6 separate regions of the Mus musculus genome follow, and regions 1, 2, 3, 4 and 5 are each linked to region 6. The links are chromatin contacts, called in public Hi-C, HiChIP or PLAC-seq and promoter capture Hi-C maps. All regions are on one chromosome and are shown on one strand. Each heading gives the region's core, a stretch centred on a gene start, on an enhancer-like site or on the middle of the called end of the contact. The rest is flanking DNA. Distances are from core to core; before and after follow the strand shown. Region 1 overlaps Zfp366 (zinc finger protein 366). Region 2 has its middle 61 kb from the start of Ptcd2. Region 3 holds the start of 6430562O15Rik (RIKEN cDNA 6430562O15 gene). Region 4 holds the start of Zfp366 (zinc finger protein 366). Region 5 has its middle 28 kb from the start of Ptcd2. Region 6 holds the start of Tnpo1 (transportin 1).

What was found. Promoter capture Hi-C pulls out the DNA fragments that hold promoters and counts their contacts. Hi-C and Micro-C count contacts between places; a contact is called where the count stands out from the background. HiChIP or PLAC-seq counts read pairs in DNA pulled down with a chosen protein or histone mark.
Region 1: an H3K4me3 HiChIP or PLAC-seq map of neural tube shows a contact between it and region 6, with 3 times the contacts expected there. The contact joins the enhancer-like site here to the promoter of Tnpo1 in region 6. A contact is called at or near these places in 3 of 39 promoter capture datasets (the 3T3-L1 cell line, 3T3-L1-derived adipocytes and the C10 cell line), 2 of 484 Hi-C or Micro-C datasets (adipose-derived mesenchymal stem cells and stem cell-derived neurons) and 4 of 115 datasets of contacts at active chromatin or transcription factors (bone marrow-derived macrophages, differentiating embryonic stem cells, forebrain and 1 more).
Region 2: a contact with region 6 is called in an H3K4me3 HiChIP or PLAC-seq map of forebrain, with 3 times the contacts expected there. The contact joins the enhancer-like site here to the promoter of Tnpo1 in region 6. A contact is called at or near these places in 6 of 115 datasets of contacts at active chromatin or transcription factors (embryonic basal ganglia, embryonic forebrain, embryonic stem cells and 3 more) and 1 of 9 other capture datasets (liver).
Region 3: a promoter capture Hi-C map of liver shows a contact between it and region 6, with 4 times the contacts expected there. The contact joins the promoter of 6430562O15Rik here to the promoter of Tnpo1 in region 6. A contact is called at or near these places in 6 of 39 promoter capture datasets (the HPC-7 cell line, hippocampal neurons, liver and 2 more).
Region 4: a promoter capture Hi-C map of embryonic stem cells shows a contact between it and region 6, with 2.6 times the contacts expected there. The contact joins the promoter of Zfp366 here to the promoter of Tnpo1 in region 6. A contact is called at or near these places in 5 of 39 promoter capture datasets (the C10 cell line, cranial neural crest, embryonic stem cells and 2 more), 4 of 115 datasets of contacts at active chromatin or transcription factors (embryonic stem cells, extraembryonic endoderm stem cells, microglia and 1 more) and 1 of 9 other capture datasets (liver).
Region 5: a contact with region 6 is called in a Hi-C map of muscle stem cells, with 2.1 times the contacts expected there. The contact joins the enhancer-like site here to the promoter of Tnpo1 in region 6. A contact is called at or near these places in 17 of 39 promoter capture datasets (the 3T3-L1 cell line, 3T3-L1-derived adipocytes, the C10 cell line and 11 more), 7 of 484 Hi-C or Micro-C datasets (cerebellar granule neurons, cortical neurons, embryonic stem cells and 4 more), 13 of 115 datasets of contacts at active chromatin or transcription factors (the NIH/3T3 cell line, cardiomyocytes, embryonic basal ganglia and 8 more) and 1 of 9 other capture datasets (embryonic stem cells).

Annotation. Positions count from the first base shown.
Region 1 is chr13:99,237,522-99,240,388 of GRCm38.p6, reverse strand. All of the region lies in intron 3 of Zfp366 (zinc finger protein 366), which reads right to left. Among named protein-coding and RNA genes, the nearest start is that of Zfp366, 54 kb to the right of the region's middle. Within about 2 kb of position 1,593, at least 116 of the 459 cell types and tissues checked have an H3K27ac peak or open chromatin away from gene starts, as enhancers often do. A contact at or near this core is called in forebrain, neural tube and stem cell-derived neurons, where this site is marked.
Region 2 is chr13:99,282,785-99,285,484 of GRCm38.p6, reverse strand. No RefSeq gene overlaps it. Among named protein-coding and RNA genes, the nearest start is that of Ptcd2, 61 kb to the left of the region's middle. Within about 2 kb of position 1,429, at least 51 of the 459 cell types and tissues checked have an H3K27ac peak or open chromatin away from gene starts, as enhancers often do. A contact at or near this core is called in forebrain, where this site is marked.
Region 3 is chr13:99,411,469-99,414,340 of GRCm38.p6, reverse strand. It overlaps 6430562O15Rik (RIKEN cDNA 6430562O15 gene), which reads left to right and starts at 1,515. Exons shown (of 2, transcript NR_015515.3): 1 at 1,515-2,499; 2 at 2,770-2,872. Mrps27 (mitochondrial ribosomal protein S27) reads right to left here. Exons shown (of 11, transcript NM_173757.3): 10 at 1,976-2,146.
Region 4 is chr13:99,183,441-99,186,149 of GRCm38.p6, reverse strand. It overlaps Zfp366 (zinc finger protein 366), which reads right to left and starts at 1,327. Exons shown (of 5, transcript NM_001004149.1): 1 at 1,286-1,327.
Region 5 is chr13:99,315,213-99,317,944 of GRCm38.p6, reverse strand. No RefSeq gene overlaps it. Among named protein-coding and RNA genes, the nearest start is that of Ptcd2, 28 kb to the left of the region's middle. Within about 2 kb of position 1,349, at least 15 of the 459 cell types and tissues checked have an H3K27ac peak or open chromatin away from gene starts, as enhancers often do. A contact at or near this core is called in cortical neurons, heart atrium and muscle stem cells, where this site is marked.
Region 6 is chr13:98,925,105-98,927,874 of GRCm38.p6, reverse strand. It overlaps Tnpo1 (transportin 1), which reads left to right and starts at 1,491. Exons shown (of 24, transcript NM_178716.3): 1 at 1,491-1,624. The coding sequence starts at 1,610. Gm52051 (translation initiation factor IF-2-like) reads right to left here. Exons shown (of 2, transcript XR_003950643.1): 1 at 469-2,770.

The DNA of each region.
Region 1 (2,867 bases), core at 344-2,843, 310 kb before region 6:
ACAATGGTGAGTGGAGGCACATCAACTTTAATAGGTGTTGGAAGGCCCAAACGGGGCCCAGGCAGTTTTTAATGCCAGGGTCGTCTCTATTTTCTCTGTAACCAACCTCAGTATCAGGGACCCGGCTACTTAAGAGGAGTTGTTAAGCCTGAGGCTGGGAGAATATGTAACAAGTCAGGAAAATAGCATCACCTTATACAACAATCTTAAAATATAGCCATTACTTATTCTCCTCCTGCACGCACACCAGTTTGTAAAAGAAAACCCTCACTGGCAGAAGGGTGGAGTCAGCCCATGAAGGACCTGAAACACCCGGGCCTCATTCACATCTCAGCAATAGCTACTCAGTGTCTTCCCCCCACCTCTGACCTCTCGCTCTCATTCAGAACACTCACGTCTTTCTAGTTCCCAGAAGAGTGTCCTCGCATGGCAATGCCCAAGTAGAGAGAGGTTTTGTTTTGATGTCTGTGAAACACAGAGCCGTCCCACTCAGACAATAAAGGGGGGTCAGAAAAACTGAGGCTGGACTGGGATCTGCTATCTACAGAGTCCTGGAATGTCAGCTCTAAGCAGAGTTCCTGCAGAACTCTGGGAACAGGAGCAAGAGTGCAGAGGGACCACCGGCCAAACTCATTTCTTCTCTGGGAAAAACAAAATCAGTAGCTGAAGGAAGGCTTCCTGAATTGAAAACATAAACGCATTCCTAAGCCAGGTCTGGATGAAGGATCGCCTTCCTAACAAGATCTGCATCAAAGTAAGAGAGATACTGGTAGGGGGCTGAGGATACAGCCTCTATCTTTCCAGATGTGAGCCATCGCACCCCAGTGAGGGTGCTGTGCTTTTCAAACATCAAAGGAACAGAAAGGAGTCTTCTGGCTGAACCCCTGCCCGATGACCTGGGGCTGAAGAGAAGCCCAACTCTGGGATTCATGGGAGATTCACTACAGATCACAGGCTTTTGGAAAGCCCAGCATCTGTCTCTCTGATGTCCCGGATGACCTTGAAACAGCTGGAATGCGTTCTCTTTGCTTCAGCCTCCTTGCACTGGCCTCCTGGTGCCCTTCCCCACCTCCTCTCCGAGATACAGGGCCTGGAGTTGCTCCCTTCCCGGGAGCCCCCGAGGCAGCAGCTGCCACAGAGAGGTCAGTGGTGGGCAGAGACAGAGCAATCACAACGGCCACTTGGCTAAGTCCAGAGGCTTAGAAGGTCAAGCAGCACTAGACCAGGCTACTCCCTGAGGTGAGCTTCAGAGCCAAGATGCACCAGGAAGCTATGCTTTCCTACCCAGAGAGGAGAGGTCAAAGAGCTTCAGCCAGCCCCAGAGAATGGCCGCCCTTCCCTCACATTCCTCTCCCTCTCTCCTCTTTAATAAGAAGGGTGTTCCTTTCCTCAAAGGGAGAGGAAGGGAGGGAGGGAGGGAGGGAGAGAGAGTGTAAACTGTCCAAAAGGACCGTGAGAAAACAGGAAGCTTTGAAAAGTACAAGAGAAAGCAAGATGAAATCTATTTGCAGGCGGGCCCCTGGGGACATGTGAGGCATTGTTAAGCAGGCAGTTCATACAGCAATATCCTTCCTTCTGCCTAGGAGGAGGGCTTTGCTGCCAAAAGGCTGCTATCTGGTCACTGCCTTAACCCCCTCCACACCAACCTGAAAACCCTCACCATGGGCACTGGCACTGAGTCCCTATAAACTACCCGGTCTGATCTCCCTCCTTTCAGTATACCAAACAGCCCACAATCCATTTGGTGCAGGAAGTAGAACCCCCTTTTCCAGGCAACTAACTTTATCTGTCTGCCCCACTCATGGACCTGCGCTCAGCCCTCTGCTGTAGAAAAGGCAGTAGAAGACCTGGTGACTCATAACTTAGGCAGCTCTGGGCTTCACCCATCTCAAAAGGGAATTTGTCCCGGAAATTCTGGATGGAAGCTCTTCCTGGTTTTCCTGGTCTTTTGGAAGGTTTTCCAAAGACGGCAGCTGGATCTTGGCTATTATGGAGTGCCGCCACTATAGAGATAGTATCCAAATCAAGAGCTGCGTGCTTATGCCAAATCTGGGAAGCATATCTGTGAAACATAACTTAAGCCTACAGGCTGGCTCTCTAGACAAACTCCAGCTGGCTGCCAGGAACAAGGAGTCTAGAAGTCGAGCCAATAGCAAGAGTCCAGAAGGGCAGTCATATATATATATGCACACACATATATATATACGCCCTTCTTCTGTCTCTGTGGTATATATATACACAGACAGAAGAAAGAAAGAAACAGAAAATGGAAAACTTCCCTCTCCACTAATTTCCCATCCTACCCTATTGTTAATGCTTGATTCTACAGCCAGTGACATTCCTGCTCCCTGGGGACAGCTGTTTCCACTGAGAACTATTTCATGCTGCAATGGGAGATTTATGTTGAGGAGGGGATTTTAATGGCCAAAATCCTAAGAAATTAGAATCTGTTGCTGAAAGAATCTTTCTTGTCACTAATTGTTGGGGAAAGGCAATTGAGCTAGCTCAGGGCTGCAGTGTCTCAGTGGCTGCTGGAAGCCTAGCTTTTTGGTTTTTTTTTTTTTCTTTTTTTTGCTGACCATGTCAATCATGAGAAGAGAATAACTATCTCTGCTATGACTATCAAACTTGGGTGTAATTGGTTAAGCTTGTTTCCTACCATCACTATGTGGCTGGTCAGACATTTGTCTCCATTGGTTACAAAGTGCATAGCAATGAACGAGTGGCCTCCATCTCTCGTCTAACCCTTCCAATACCCTACAAACGTCATTCAGGGACAGATTTCTATACAGCTCAATATGGGTAAGAAGCAAAGACCACAGGACATCCCAAGATCGACCTGCTCTTCCGAGAGATGTGAACCAGGC
Region 2 (2,700 bases), core at 180-2,679, 360 kb before region 6:
TGAGGGGCAACGAGACAATGGAAAGACCCAGCTGTCTGGTTGCCAGGCCAACGGGAGGTGAGAAGTGAGGCAGCTGTGGCTATGGCCATCCTCCTTTGCCATCCTCAGTTCCTTCCTCCACATCCTGCCCAGCCCATCTTCTCTCTTGAAAGATGCCTTGGAATTCCCTTCCTTCATCTTGGTCTGCTGTCCCCAAGTCCTCTGGATTGTTCTGGATACTTTACCTGTCCTCCCATCTTCCTAACCAGGGGCTGTAGCTGACCTTAAGCTGTTCTCTCTTCCTCTCCTGGGTCCCAGGTCCTGTTCTTAGGTGCAGCCACTTTCATAAGATGCTTGACCTCCCAGGACCACTAGCGGTAAACATTCCATCATGAGTGTTTCCACTCCACATTGTAATTGCCTGACAAAGCTCCCCGCTCCCCTCCCCCCATACACACACGCACACACATGCACACACACACCTGCACCTCTCAAGGCAGCGACAGTCCTTTGCCTTCCAGTGTTGCACACACAGCACAGAAACCTCTGTGCATGGCACGCCCCAGGGTGGCACAGTGCCCCTGTGAGAGGGGCTCAGTCAATAGTTACTACGTGAATGGATGAGGGACGGCTTGAATCTGTTATTCACATTTAGCAATTACGTGCCGGTTGTTGGTGCTGTTTGTCTTATGTTTATTTTCCTTATTTATGACATGTGTCAGACTGGTTGGAATCTAGACAGAGTTGACATTCGCAGTGCTGTAGAGCAAATTACTGCAGGTCTAGCACTAACTAAAAATCATAGCAAGGGAGACGGCCCTGACTCATTTCTTGTTGTGGATTACTGACCGAGAATGCCAGTGGCAGATGCGATCCCAGTTGGCTGGGCAACCGCACGCTTTCAGAGACAGCTTACAAAATTGGCTTTGTACATCCCCAGGAGGCAAGCTGTGCTTTGGATGTCAAATAGTTCGACTAGTCGGCCTTCCTCCCCCAGACACTCATTCCCCACTGGAGAAATTCACAGCACGAGGAGAGCAATGCCTCGTGATTCGTATTTTCATGATCTTAGGGATTTTCCCAGAGGCGCATCTGTGCTCATCCTTTCAACAGCCTCGCAAACTTGGCCTTCACCTCAGCTTTCCAGCTAGACTTCAGAAATTGGTTTTGCTCTCTCTGGTTTGACTTAATCACGGTCTGTGAGCACCACAAATCAGCCCGTGTTCACAATATAAAAACCGTCCATTTTATAGTTCATTCCTCCAAGAGGCCGTTTCTATCCAGTTCCAACGAGGCTCACTCTCACTTGGAGAAGAAGGACAGAGTGAGGTTTTGAACCTGGTATATTTCAGTCTGGTACGGGCAGCCCCATTCACGCTCACTTCTCTAAGCCTCGGATTTTGTTTCTGAGCTGAGCTGTCTTGGTCTCAGTGGGGCTTGTTGTGAATTCTAGGCATGCCAGCCTTAAGGAAAGTTGGGTTTCTGTCTCCAGCTGGGGGTAGAAGAGAGAAGCGCCATCCCTTTGATAGTCGGTGAGGTTTCCAGTTCAACGCACATTTCTAGCTCACGCAATTTTGTTCTCATTGCCTCATAGGTCCAAATGTCCTTAAGTGTTAGATCCCCGCTTCTAGTTGCTGAGCTCCATGCCAGCTTAAGGCTTAATTTCTCCCCTGGCTGGTTTCAGTGCACCTGACCGAGGGTTTTATTTCCTGCTCAGTCATCCTTTAGTCAAAATAAAATTAAAAAAGAAAACTCCATGAAAACCGGAGGGACTCTCTTAGACACGTGCTAAGAAAATTTCCAAGAAGCGAATACTGCTCTGGGGTGGGAGTGGCAGAGACTACACCAAGTTAGTCTTGATTACCTATGGCACCTAGAGGGCAAGCCTAAGAAAGAGAAAATTACACCGGACTCTTTGTTTATGGTGGGAAGCTACGTGGCTGGCCACTAAGTATTTCGTTTTATTAATTTCAACCTCTGCTTTTCGTTTACAGAACCTCATTTTGGATTTGACAAAAGCTTAAGGCTGGGGGGGGCTAGCTTGCAATTAAATTATTTCCTTTTATAGTATAAATAGCCCAACTGGTAGCATGTTGGCTGATGGCCAACCTTACTTACGAAGATCCAGGCCAAGATTTGCACTTTCCTGGGTAAAGAATTTTTCCAGAACCGGGTTTGGGAGCCACTGCATGGCCTCTTCCCTTATAAAGGCTCGAGCTTTACAGGAAAGAAGGGGAAGGGGGAAGCTTGTCTGTCAGCAGGATCACAAAATGTTCCTTTTCAGCAAGCCAACTGGCACTCGGTCGGCCATTCAGAGTGGAAGGCCTTGAGACACCTGGATCAGGTGCATCCTTCCAGAGCTGTCAATCCAGGAAGCACATGCCCAGCTGCTACCAACCGACTCCCCAATTCCTCTGCACACTGCCCTCCAGGCATGGTTAGGTGGTGCCAAGAATAGCTTTTGAAGCAAAAATATCCACTCCACTTTCCTGGCTCTTACGCCCAAAATACCACCATTAAGTATCTCTGTATTCATGTGGTAGAGTCAAATTCACAAGCCAGAGGTTCGGAACTCTACTTTGCAATTGGGACAAGTCAAGTGCCCCTTTCTCGTGTACAAAATCTGATTTATGACGCCATTCGTCAGGTCCTTGTGAGGGTTAAGTGAGATGTCAGTTACTTCCAAGCTCTGTTGACGATTATTTTGTGGGCTTGTTAAGG
Region 3 (2,872 bases), core at 266-2,765, 490 kb before region 6:
CGGAAGTCCCGTCTTTTCATTTAAGTGACTTCCCCTGGTTCCTTTCAACAGATGGAAATCATTGCAGGGATTTCTCACTAATGCTAAACAGCTTTCCAGAGTGCCTGAGCACTGTAGGCCTCCACCTGCTGTGCTCCCCCACAGGTCAGCCCTTCCCTCCTGCCTGCTTACAGCTCCGTCTGAGAGGGCAGCCTGGTAGGGTCAGTGTAGCAGCCCAGAGACTTACTAAAAGCATTAATCAATTTAAGTGCTTCTAGACACAGATCACCAGAGAGTGACATTTAGGACCCCAGCTGCAGCTGAGAGTCACATGTGCTCGCACCCCGAGGTGACTTAGCGTACAGCATAGGATCTGGCAGAACGGCAAAGGGGGCCAGACCGATGGGATCTAAGGAGCAGACTAATTATAAAAACAGACCCAAACAGATGACCTCAGACTAATGAAAAGCAGGCAACAGGAAGAAAATGTAAACTGAAAACCATTTCTTCCTAACATAATTTTCCAGGTAGTCTGAGGCCAAAGAGAAAGCCAGGAAATCTCAACTGTGAGGAGGTTGGCTTTGTCCAAATCCCAGCTCACTGCTGGGTCACATAAGCCGAGACTCTCCCGCCCAGGCCTCCTGTGAGGATAAAGGAAATGGGGGAGGGGGCTTACAGCTGCTAACATAGCTAAGGTCACAGATGGCAGGCTACAAACATGTGTTTCTGTTCTTTCTTGGATGCTCAGACAGTGTCCCATGGCAGTAAAAGGGCTAGAAGCTAGTGAAGACAAAGGTCTCCATCCTCTGAGACGCAACGGACAAAAAACGGCCAAAAGTCAAAAAGCAATCAAAACTGAGTACAACATTTACAAAACCCAGGCAAACCTGACGCCTGACAGTGGCTCAGCAACCTCAGGCAGCATTCAGCAGTGTGGTCATTCTTTTTTTTAATGTTTTGTTGTTGATGTTGTTTTTTCAAGACAGGGTTTCTCTGTGTAGCCCTGGCTGTCCTGGAACTCACTCTGTAGACCAGGCTGGCCTCAAACTCAGAAATCCTCCTGCCTCTGCCTCCCGAGTGCTGGGATTAAAGTCGTGCACCACCACGCCCAGCAAGTGTGGTGATTCTTGTTTTCTTTAAGTTTTATACACTGACAAGCAAAGTTAAGAGAAAGAACTGTGTCTAAGTTCTCTACTCTGCTTTGTCCTTGGGGTATGACAAGGAACATCAATCTTTTTATTCTTAGTTTCAAATTACAGGAGAGAAGCTAAGAATGACTTCCCTTCAGAAGTATTGGGGAGAAAAAACCCTAAAATACCATGGGATCCTGTGCTACGGCAAGGCCTGCCATTGCTGGGTCAGAAGAGACAGACTCACGGGCAGGAGCCCAGCTCTCCTTCCTGCTGTGAAAAGGCACAGTGCAGCAGCAGGCGTGGGAGGAGAATTCTCCCGCTCCTATGATGACATCATAACCTGAAAGTACTTCCTTCTTTTTGTATTAAAGAGACAAGAAACAAAGCAGAGAGCAGGCTCAGGGATTTTCTTCCCTGACACAAACAGCAGAGCATTTGGGACAGAGAGCTCACTGACAGTTTGAGTGCTCAGCACTGTTCTGGAAACCTGTCCACAGGCAGTGTCTCTAATGGCCCTGCTGAACAGCACAAAGCTGCCAGCTAAGCGCCACAAAGGATTCGTGAGTCTTATCTCTGCTGAAGCTGTGACTGACCCAGCACATTTGGTGTAGTGTAGAGAAATGGCTGGTCACTTGCCACCCTGAGTGGGAATCAGGCTGCTGTTGAGAAGCCGCTGGGGTGCCGTGCTGCCCCAGGGAACGGAACCGTGACATCAGCTCAAGCATGAAGTCGTAACAATGCCACTGCTTTCCCAAAAGGCCACGGTCTGTGGGAAGGAACACAACTGCAATTCTTGATGCGAGTTTTTCATGCCTTTGTGTGTGACTGATGCAGGAAAAGGCTCAGTTTCTACTACGAATCACCTGAAAGCGCTCGAGGTATCGGGGAAGCTTGGACTGTTCTGGTTCCTCAGTGTCTAGCTGCTCCACCAGGTTTGCTGAGCCCAAGCCATCTTCACCTTCCTGAGGCTGTGCCTCTGAAGTCTGGACATCTGGAGACGTCACCACCTTCAGGACTCCATCCAGCACATCGAGCTGTAGGGCACAGGAGAGTCAGGAGGACATCTGTTATAGACTTGACTGTGTGCAGGCCAACTTCAAAGTGTGTGTTCCTTGGTTATAATGACTGAGAAAGAGCATTAATGATATCAGCATAATGTGCCATGGGAGACACTGGGTTGAGGACCTCAGGACAGAAATGAAAGCTGAGTGGTGAGCCTTGGCATTTCAGAGTCAAGGCCACACAGAAGAGCATCTCCAAGGGTGTAGGCTAGGCAGCTAGCCAGCTCCCAGGGCTTCATGTCTCTCTGCTCCCTCCCTGCCATTACCGGACGATAACTGCACTCCTGGGCCTGGCTTTTTAAGTGGTTCTGGGGATCTGAACTCAGGTACGTAAGCTTGTGAGACAGATACTTTACCAATAGCCAAGGATAATGGAGAAAAGTGCTATGTAGTCTCTCCATACTACAGGAGGGGTAAATCCACCAAAACTACTTAAGTTTCTATTCCACCGCCGTAAATCCCTTTTGGATGGGGGAGGTGGTGAAGAGGGTGGTATTTATTGATCTGAGCTTGAATGTAAGGGAGCAGACAGCTTTCCTTTCACTTAATGATGTATGAATCAACAATAATCTGATTTTCCATTGCCTTTTTGACAGCCACACTGAAAATGTTTGTGGTTTCTTTTCATCCTTTTAAACGGAATAAATACCAATTCTGCACACATACAGAAAGCAGCGGAAGGAGAAAGACCATGGGAAC
Region 4 (2,709 bases), core at 78-2,577, 260 kb before region 6:
TCTTTTTAAAAAATAAATAACAAACCTACATTAATCATCCAGATCTACTAGACTGTCTCATCTTCATTAAGGTGACAGCTCAGTTTCAAATAAAGATTAATTACGCGATTGTGGTTAAAACATGATCTGGCCAAATTAATTTCAAAATGTCGAACTACTTTTACTATGCTGCTCATACCCTGAGGATTTCAACCCGTCTATACCATAGGAATGAATGGTTTGAGAAGCACGCATGGCCACTGCCTTCTACCCATCCAGCACCTCACTGGATTAAATTATTAATAGCAGCCGTGCCCCAGTCTTGGCTTGACCTTGCTAACCTATTTTTGACAACGTGATGCCGGCTCCCTCTTGGCTTGCCATAACAACTTCTTGGTAACATTACCCTCTCTGTCAAACGCAATGGAAGCAACTCGGACGTTTAACCGCTGCTGGCATAGTGTCTATATGAGCCTGACTACCTTGCCGTGTTCTATTTGGTGCTTTAGAACAGCAGGCTCTGGGTGACTGTTTTTCAATTGCATCTGTGGCTTAGCTTTTCATTCTTCCTGACACAAGCAATCAATCTAAATCCTCCAGTCCAGTCACACACTGATTTCCAAAACTGAAGTCAATGCCCTCGTATCCCTGCCTTCTTCTGTGTGGCGCATGACACTCCGAGTTGACAGTGGACAGTACATTTACATTTAACCCACATGGGGCACCTTTCTCCCAAATCTCCCACACACAGCACTATTCCAAAGAGGTATTCCCTCCCTTTCCCTCCTACTTCAGGGACAGAGCAACAGCCATGCATGAACAGTTCACTTTGGGGAGGTGAACTACAGAATGGAAACAAACAAACAAACAAAAATCAGAAGAAAGACACTTCAAGGCAGACAATAAATATACCAAAACTCCATGAGCAAATCACAATTCTCAACAGACACCCTGAGAGGGCTCTCAGAATGCAGTCCTGGGAGCAGTGACCCCTCCAGTGGGGCACACCACATGTCCCAATGGTTCCTAGTAAACTCAAGTTGCCTATGACAAAACAATTCAAATTTAACACAGCGACCTCCTCAGCCCCAACACAATTCCATTTCCACTCCTGGCAAGCCTCAGCTCTGCAAAGCATTAATATTCTCCTCTGCAACGAGGCATGAGCTTACACTCTAGGCCACCCATCAGTCACACCTTTTGATTAAAGAGCAGCCCAGGGAGGTGGTTTCTGTGGAAGATGCCCAGTCAGTCTCCATCACAGGGACATTGAAATGAAGGTAGAAAGGAGTACATGGTCACTTACCAGCTCCTGAGGGCTGAGAGGCAGCAGCCCCCACCGCTTTACCTGGTCTCTGGCTGTCTCTGTCTTTCCCTCTCTCTCTCTCCCTCTTTCTCTTGTGTACCGATTGCAGGGAACTTAAAGGACTCGCAGGGACAGTGTTTCAAGTGACTTAAGAAGGAGAACAGGAACAATACCCCGTTCTCTTTTTCTCAGATGAGTACCTTCGGGAAGAAGGAAGGAAGGGAGGGGAGAGGGCGGAAGTCAACAACCCTTCGCTTTCCTGAAAAAAAATAAGGAAACAGAAGATAGACATCTCATTTTCTCTTAAACAAAATGTTGGAAGGGGAGGGGGAAGAAAGAAAGAAAGAAAATCTTTACAAAAACGAATTCCCCAGATATACTCTCTGCCCTGGGAGCTTTCAGGACATGAAAACCCCTGAGTGGCTCTGTCCTGTCCAAACAAACGCAGGCTCTCCTGGTTGCAGCCTCTGGTGTCTGCCTTACAGAACTGACACAGCCCAAAAGGAACAAATCATGTCGTGTCAACTCTGACTCTCAGTGAGGGAAAGTCTGGGCTGCTGGGCTAACCAAGAGGGAACCTGCAGCCTTTACCAAAGGGCACAGTGCCTGGCCACCCAGGCCTTCTGACTTTTCCTAGCTGCTTTGAAACCCCAGCACTGCTCCAGTTCCTCGCCTGGCTCTAGGTTCTTCAAGTTCCTCACAGTCAAACAGCAGATTTATGCAGTGCTCACTGGGCTCTGTGTGCTGGGCCAAGTCCGGTTCCATCTTTGCTGATGGACGAAAAAGGAAAAGAAGCCACTTAGTGTGGCGTTGCCAGCCACAGTTAATTCCGACTGTTGTTTACACTGTCCTGTCCTTCTTGGATGTAGTCACCTCAGGAGCACTGGAGGGAGGGTGCTAATTTGTTTTGAGAATATTGTGAACCATCTGAGGTCCTAGATAAATCAATCTCTGTTTCTGAAAGAGGAGGGGGAAAGCCGAGTGGGAGCAGAAGAATTGGGGTGAGCATCCTTTACTGAAGATGGGGCTGGGGCTCAGTGGACAAGCCTGGGCTCTTTGTGGGACACATGCACTGACAGAGGGAGCTGGGACCCAGTGGGCAAGCCTGGGCTCTGTGAAGGATGACTGCAGTGACAGAGGGAGCTGGGACCCAGTGGGCAAGCCTGGGCTCTGTGAAGGATGACTGCAGTGGCAGAGGGAGCTAGGGCTCAGTGGGCAAGCCTGGGCTCTTTAGGGAGATACATGCACTGACAGAGGGAGCTGGAGCCCGGTGGGCAAGCCTGGGCTCTGTGAGTGATGGCTTCATTGACAGAGGGAGCTGGGCCCAAATCATCTAATTAGCTTTGTGAATCTTGTACCCTCCATTCATTCAGTTGAGACCATTGTCACCACAAACAGGAACCAGCAGTTGTGTGGTTCTTTGT
Region 5 (2,732 bases), core at 100-2,599, 390 kb before region 6:
ACATCTCTCCAGTTCCCCATAATTACTTTTAAAAAAACAAAAAAACAGAATGCACTGGTTCTCCACTTGTGGGGTATGGGTTACAGTGTGCCCCCTTTGGGGACAAATGGCCCTTTCACAGGGTTGCATATCAGATATTTACATTATGATTCATAACAAGCAAAATTGTGGTTATGATACCGCAAGGAAAATAATTTTATAGTTGGGGGTCACCACGACATGAGGAACTGTATTAAAGGGTTGAGGTGTTAGGAAGGTTGAGAACCACTGATCTGTGGGTGCTTGGGTGACAGCAGAAGCAGGGTCACTTATGCCAGAGTTGATGAAAAGAAGGAAATGACCCAGCACATAGCAAGGGTTATTGTTCCTCAGGCTCTAACAGAGCAGTTGGCTATATATCTCATTGAACCTTCAGGAAAGCCCTCTGAGATAGCATTACCCCACTTCTCAGGAAAAACTGGAGGTCATAGATTGGATACCAGGGAGTAGAAGACAATGGTATTTAAAACAGGCTGTTGGGAAGCACTTTAGTAAACATGTTTCTAATCACATGTCTGTATTGCCTGTGTGTGTGTCTGTCTGTCTGTTTTGTGTGTGTGTCTGTGTTTTGTGTGTCTGTTTTGTATGTGTATATGTGTACTTTTATTCATGCTGTGTTCTTTTCTACAGCAGCAGAACTTAGCCGAGACAGCAGAGGGCGCCCAGATTCTCTCTCTCTCTCTCTCTCTCTCTCTCTCTCTCTCTCTCTCTCTCTCTTTTAGGGTACCAGTTTTCAAAAATGTCTTCCATTCCTGGAACTCAGAGAGAGCAGAAATTCATATTGAGGCTACATGGGTAAAGTACCCACGTACCTGACAGATGCAGAAGACATCTTCGTCACACAAAAACACTAGATGACTCACTAGAGAATTGAGTGTATTTAGATCTGCCCAACTTGAAGAATTGTTCAGAGGTCACATTCAATTCCATGAAAGTTACATACCGAGTCTTCACAGAGTACTGATTATATGATGTTGGGATTCAAATGAAACGCGTCCCTACCAGAGACCAGAACACCAGGGAGGAGCAAAGGGACAAAGACTTGCTCCAGAGGACTTAACTGAGAAATCAACAAGCGGTTCTCAAAATCCTCCAGTGCACTGGAAGGAAACTCTAAAACTGAACAGGGAGGGAAATCTCCGAAGGAGCAGTCTCTGTAGGAGAGCAGTCTTCAGGCTGCAAACATCTTGGGGACAGAGCTATGGTGGACATTTTCTACACACACTCTCAACACTGGCCCTCGGAACAGGAGGGAAGGCTTTGGCGTTCCTCTGATCCCAGCCTTGGAAGGCTTTGGTGTTCCACTGAGCCCAGCCTTGGAAGGCTTTGGCGTTCCTCTGATCCCAGCCTTGGAAGGCTTTGGCATTCCGCTGAGCCCAGCCTTGGAAAGCTTTGGCATTTTCCCATAGCTCTGAGGCTTTGGTCCTTGACATGGCTGTGTTCGTGTCAAACAATACATATTTACACAGGACTTTACCCCTCAAGACTTTCCCCATTCTCCACAATCTCAATATATTATATTTAAAAATCATGTGTGATGGCTACCTGCCCCAGATCCAATAGAAATCTGAAGGCCAGATTCATTTCTGTATATGATGTTAAGTAGGCTTTTTGTAGGCTTTTGTATTTAGGAGTTAAAGAAAGAAAGCAAAAAGTCTACTGCACTGTTTATAAAGAGAAGATGACTTCTTGGGCTCATGACCTCTTGTCACAAGCCATCCAGTGAAGCTTACTTCTATAAGATCCACCTTGTCAGGGTGTGGGGTAGGAGGTGGTCTTCCTTTATAACCCAGTCTAAACTGAAGATCCTCCTGCCTTAGCCTGCCAGGATTCTAGATGTGTGCCACAGTGCTTGACCAAGCTCTTTCCTGACAAAGAGATAAGTTAAAGTCAGTGCCTCATAGGGCAGAGAGCAGCCCTGCTACCATGCCTCCTGCCCTGCCCTGAGCCATGCTGTAAATGCTCAGCCCTTGGCTTGTAGCTTGACTTTGAAGGCTGTAGAACCTGTAGGAGGTATGGCCTGCCTGGTAGACATAGGTCACTAGGGCCAGGCCCTTGAGGGTCAGTCTGTCCCTGGCTCCCATCTATCTACACTCTCCCTGTTGCACTGCCATGTGACGATTAGAACTACCCACACAGTACCTTCCCCACAGAGAGGGACTTAAATCCCTCTGAAGCCATGAGCCAGAGTAAATCATTCCTTCCTGGAGCTGCTCCTGCCAGACATTTTACCAAAGGAACAGAAGAGACACAACTCTGTCCCCGCATGTCCCACAGTCTAGCCTTTGCCACCTGCCTGGAACCCACAGTGAACTCAGTGGGCCATAGATGTAGCCCGGAGGTGCAAAACTTATATAGAGAGAATACTCAGGTCTGCATTTATTTGTCTTTTACGTATTTTGAGGCAGGGTCTTGCTGGGTAGACCATACTGGCTAGCAACCCGCTCTGCAGCCCACGCTGGCCTCTCTCATTCATGATCCTCCTGCCTCAGCCTTTTAAAAGTCTCTTTTCTCCAAGTGTTTCAGTGTCTGCATATGGACACAACCTTCAAGTTTCACTGAAATCTTCTTGTGCGGAACCTTTGTAGAGCTGTGGAGGATGGGATCCAAAGAAGACGTTGCTATCTTCACAGGGCCAATTCCCTCCATGGTGGTGGGTCTAAATCAGCAGGTGATGCGAGCTCCCTTGTCTT
Region 6 (2,770 bases), core at 242-2,741:
TTTCCTTGCAGTAAATTTTTTTGCAGACTCACCAAACTGCTCTGGAGGAAGGTTTACATTAAATTGTTTTTCTTAGGACATATTCCTTCTTAGAAAATTCCTTTCCAAGAACACTACTCTATCTAACTTCTATTAAATCAACATTTAAAAATGTTTATTTTATTTGATAGAGACAAAGTTTCTCTGTGTAGGCCAGGCTGGCCTGGAACTCAGCAATCTGTCTGCCTCTGCCTCTGGAGTGATGGGACTAAAAGTGTGGGCTGCCATGCCTGGCCATATTTTAGTAATTTTAAATATTTTCCCTTTCAATTTTCAGCTTTCTGATGATAAAAACCATCTTTTAGTCTCAAACTTTGAGTTAAGCTAATTGTAACACTAAAAAGTATTACAAGTGAAGATTTTTAAGCTTCTTAATAAATAAGTTGTAAATATTTAGCATTTTTCAAGAATTAGGTACAATAATTTTACCTGTAAAGTGTATGGAGAGCAATCACTGCCTAAACAAGAAGTATGTAACACTAAGGCAGTTGAAAGCACTGATGTGAAGATAATTCTCGCTGGCCACTCACTCAGAAAAAAGGACCACCTTGCTGTGCATATTTAAAATACTCATACGTGGTAAGTTTGTGTAAAAATAACCAGGCAGGGAAGAACGATTCTTCCAAGACCGGGTTTCTCAGTATAGCCCTGGCTGGCCTTGAACTCAGAAGTCTGCCTGACTCTGCCTCCCAAGTGCTGGGATTAAAAGCGTGTGCTACCACTGGGAAGAACAATTCACCTCTCTTCATTACCATTATTGCAACTGGCTTGAAAAGTGCCTACCTCTCCCATTTTAAAACACTTTCAGCTTGAAGTTACAGTACCTCTCTGGTGGTGGCTGTATAAGGAGAGAGGAGAGCTTATTATCTCCAAGCTCAGGGAACTAGCTTTATAGTAGAAACATACCTAGAGATGTAAACCTAATTTTCTAAATCATTTCATTTGGTTTTATATGGTAGTTTCGTGCTACATCAGCACATTTCAGAAGCCCCTGTGTTATCAAGGGGGCCGCCGTCCGCCCACACCCTTCTGCCTTGTCCCAGGAAAGCTGTAACAGTTCGACTGTGGGACGAGCGGCCTGGTGGGTGTCGCCGGGCTCTGGGCTCGGCGGTCTCCCGGGGGGGACACGAGTGCACTCCGGGCACGCACGTCACCTGCCGCCGGAAGGGCCGTGCATCTGGGCGTTCACACTCAACGGGCTGGGCAGCGGAGGCCGCGACTGAGCCCCAGGCTGGCTTGTGGGGGCTGCAGTGGGCGCGAGGGGGTGTGAGGCGGGCACGGGGCCGAGGCGTCGACCCCGGGACCCCGCTTGGTGAAAACCGCTGGGGCGCGCCGCCCGCCCGCCCGCCTTCCCGACGCAGGCCAGCAGGCCCAGGCCGCAGTTTTCCCAGCCCCGTCGCCGTTGCCAAGGCGACCGCCGCCGAAGATTCCCGCGCCGGGCTCCGCCCCCCGGCCAATCGGACCGGCGCTCGCCGGAGCCCGGATTCTCTTTGTTCCGCAGCCATTTCAGGCCCCGGACGGGAGGCAGCGCCGCTTCGGCAGAAAGGCCCGAGCGCCGGAGGCCTCTGGGATGGTGTGGGACCGGGTAGGTTGGCGTGAGGGTGCGTGGCCAGGGCGGAGGCGGGTGGGAAGCGGCCCGAGCGAGCTCCGACCGGCCGCCGCGCCGAGGGGACCGCGCTCCGCTGTCCGCCCTCTCGGACGGGGCCTGGCCGTTTGGAGCCCGCCGGCGACGGCGCGGTTCTAAGCCCAACAGCTGCGGTCCCGGGCGCCCTGCGGGTCCCGGACAGGGCAGGCGGCGCCCCAGGAGCGGGAGGTCGGTCCTGGGGGTGGCGGGAGGCTGGCGGGCCGAGCCGCTGCGATGCCCGTCAGGCCGCACGGTGCGAGGGCCCGAGGTCGCCGGTCTTTGTCCCGGAGCCTCGCACACTCCGGTTTCTGCAGCCAGCTGATCCGTCTCCCCCGAGGGCCTGCTGGCCTCGCGACCTGTGAACATAATTTTAATGTTTGTAACTACGGGTTTTGCTTAGGTTTGTGGGTTTTGCACGTCTGCCTCTGTCTGCCCACGCCACGGGGAAGGGCCGCCGAGGAACAGACCCGCCACCACAATCAAACTGGCTTTAGAAAGGCTTTCTTCCTCTTAGAAATGATCTCGCGGGGCTTAATTTTTTTTAATCACGTGGGGTTTGCAGGGATTGTTTACAGTTTCACTTTGTTACGCCAGTCGCGAATCAGCTGTTAACTGTAGAAACGAAGTCAGAGGCTGTCCACTAGTTGGGGAGATTGTATTAAGAAGCTTAGTATGTCCTGTTCGAAAAACAGTGATGGCTTCAATGAGTACGTAAGCAATGCTTTTCCCCCCTAAAGAGAAGACGCTCCTTAAATGCAAAATATTCGGTGAAATCAGTATTTGGAACTGACCTGTCTGTCTGCAATGTGCACGCTCAGACGTGTTCATCTTTAGGATACCAAAAGTACCTGCTGGGTTTTGAGTTTCCCTATCGAAACTTTCACTTAAGTGTGGTAAGAAAGTGTGCTAATGAAGTAAGTGGATGGTTTGTAGTTGGTGAGAAGTGATCCTTGTTACTGTCCTGTAACCCTCCGTCCTGGTTCTAGAGAATGGCTGGTCTATGTGGAAATTTGCAAGTGCAAAGGAAAAATACTACTTTAGAGGTGGCCGATTTATTTTAAACTCCTTGACACTTGCCGTGTGTGGGTGAATAGTGGTTTGGCAATT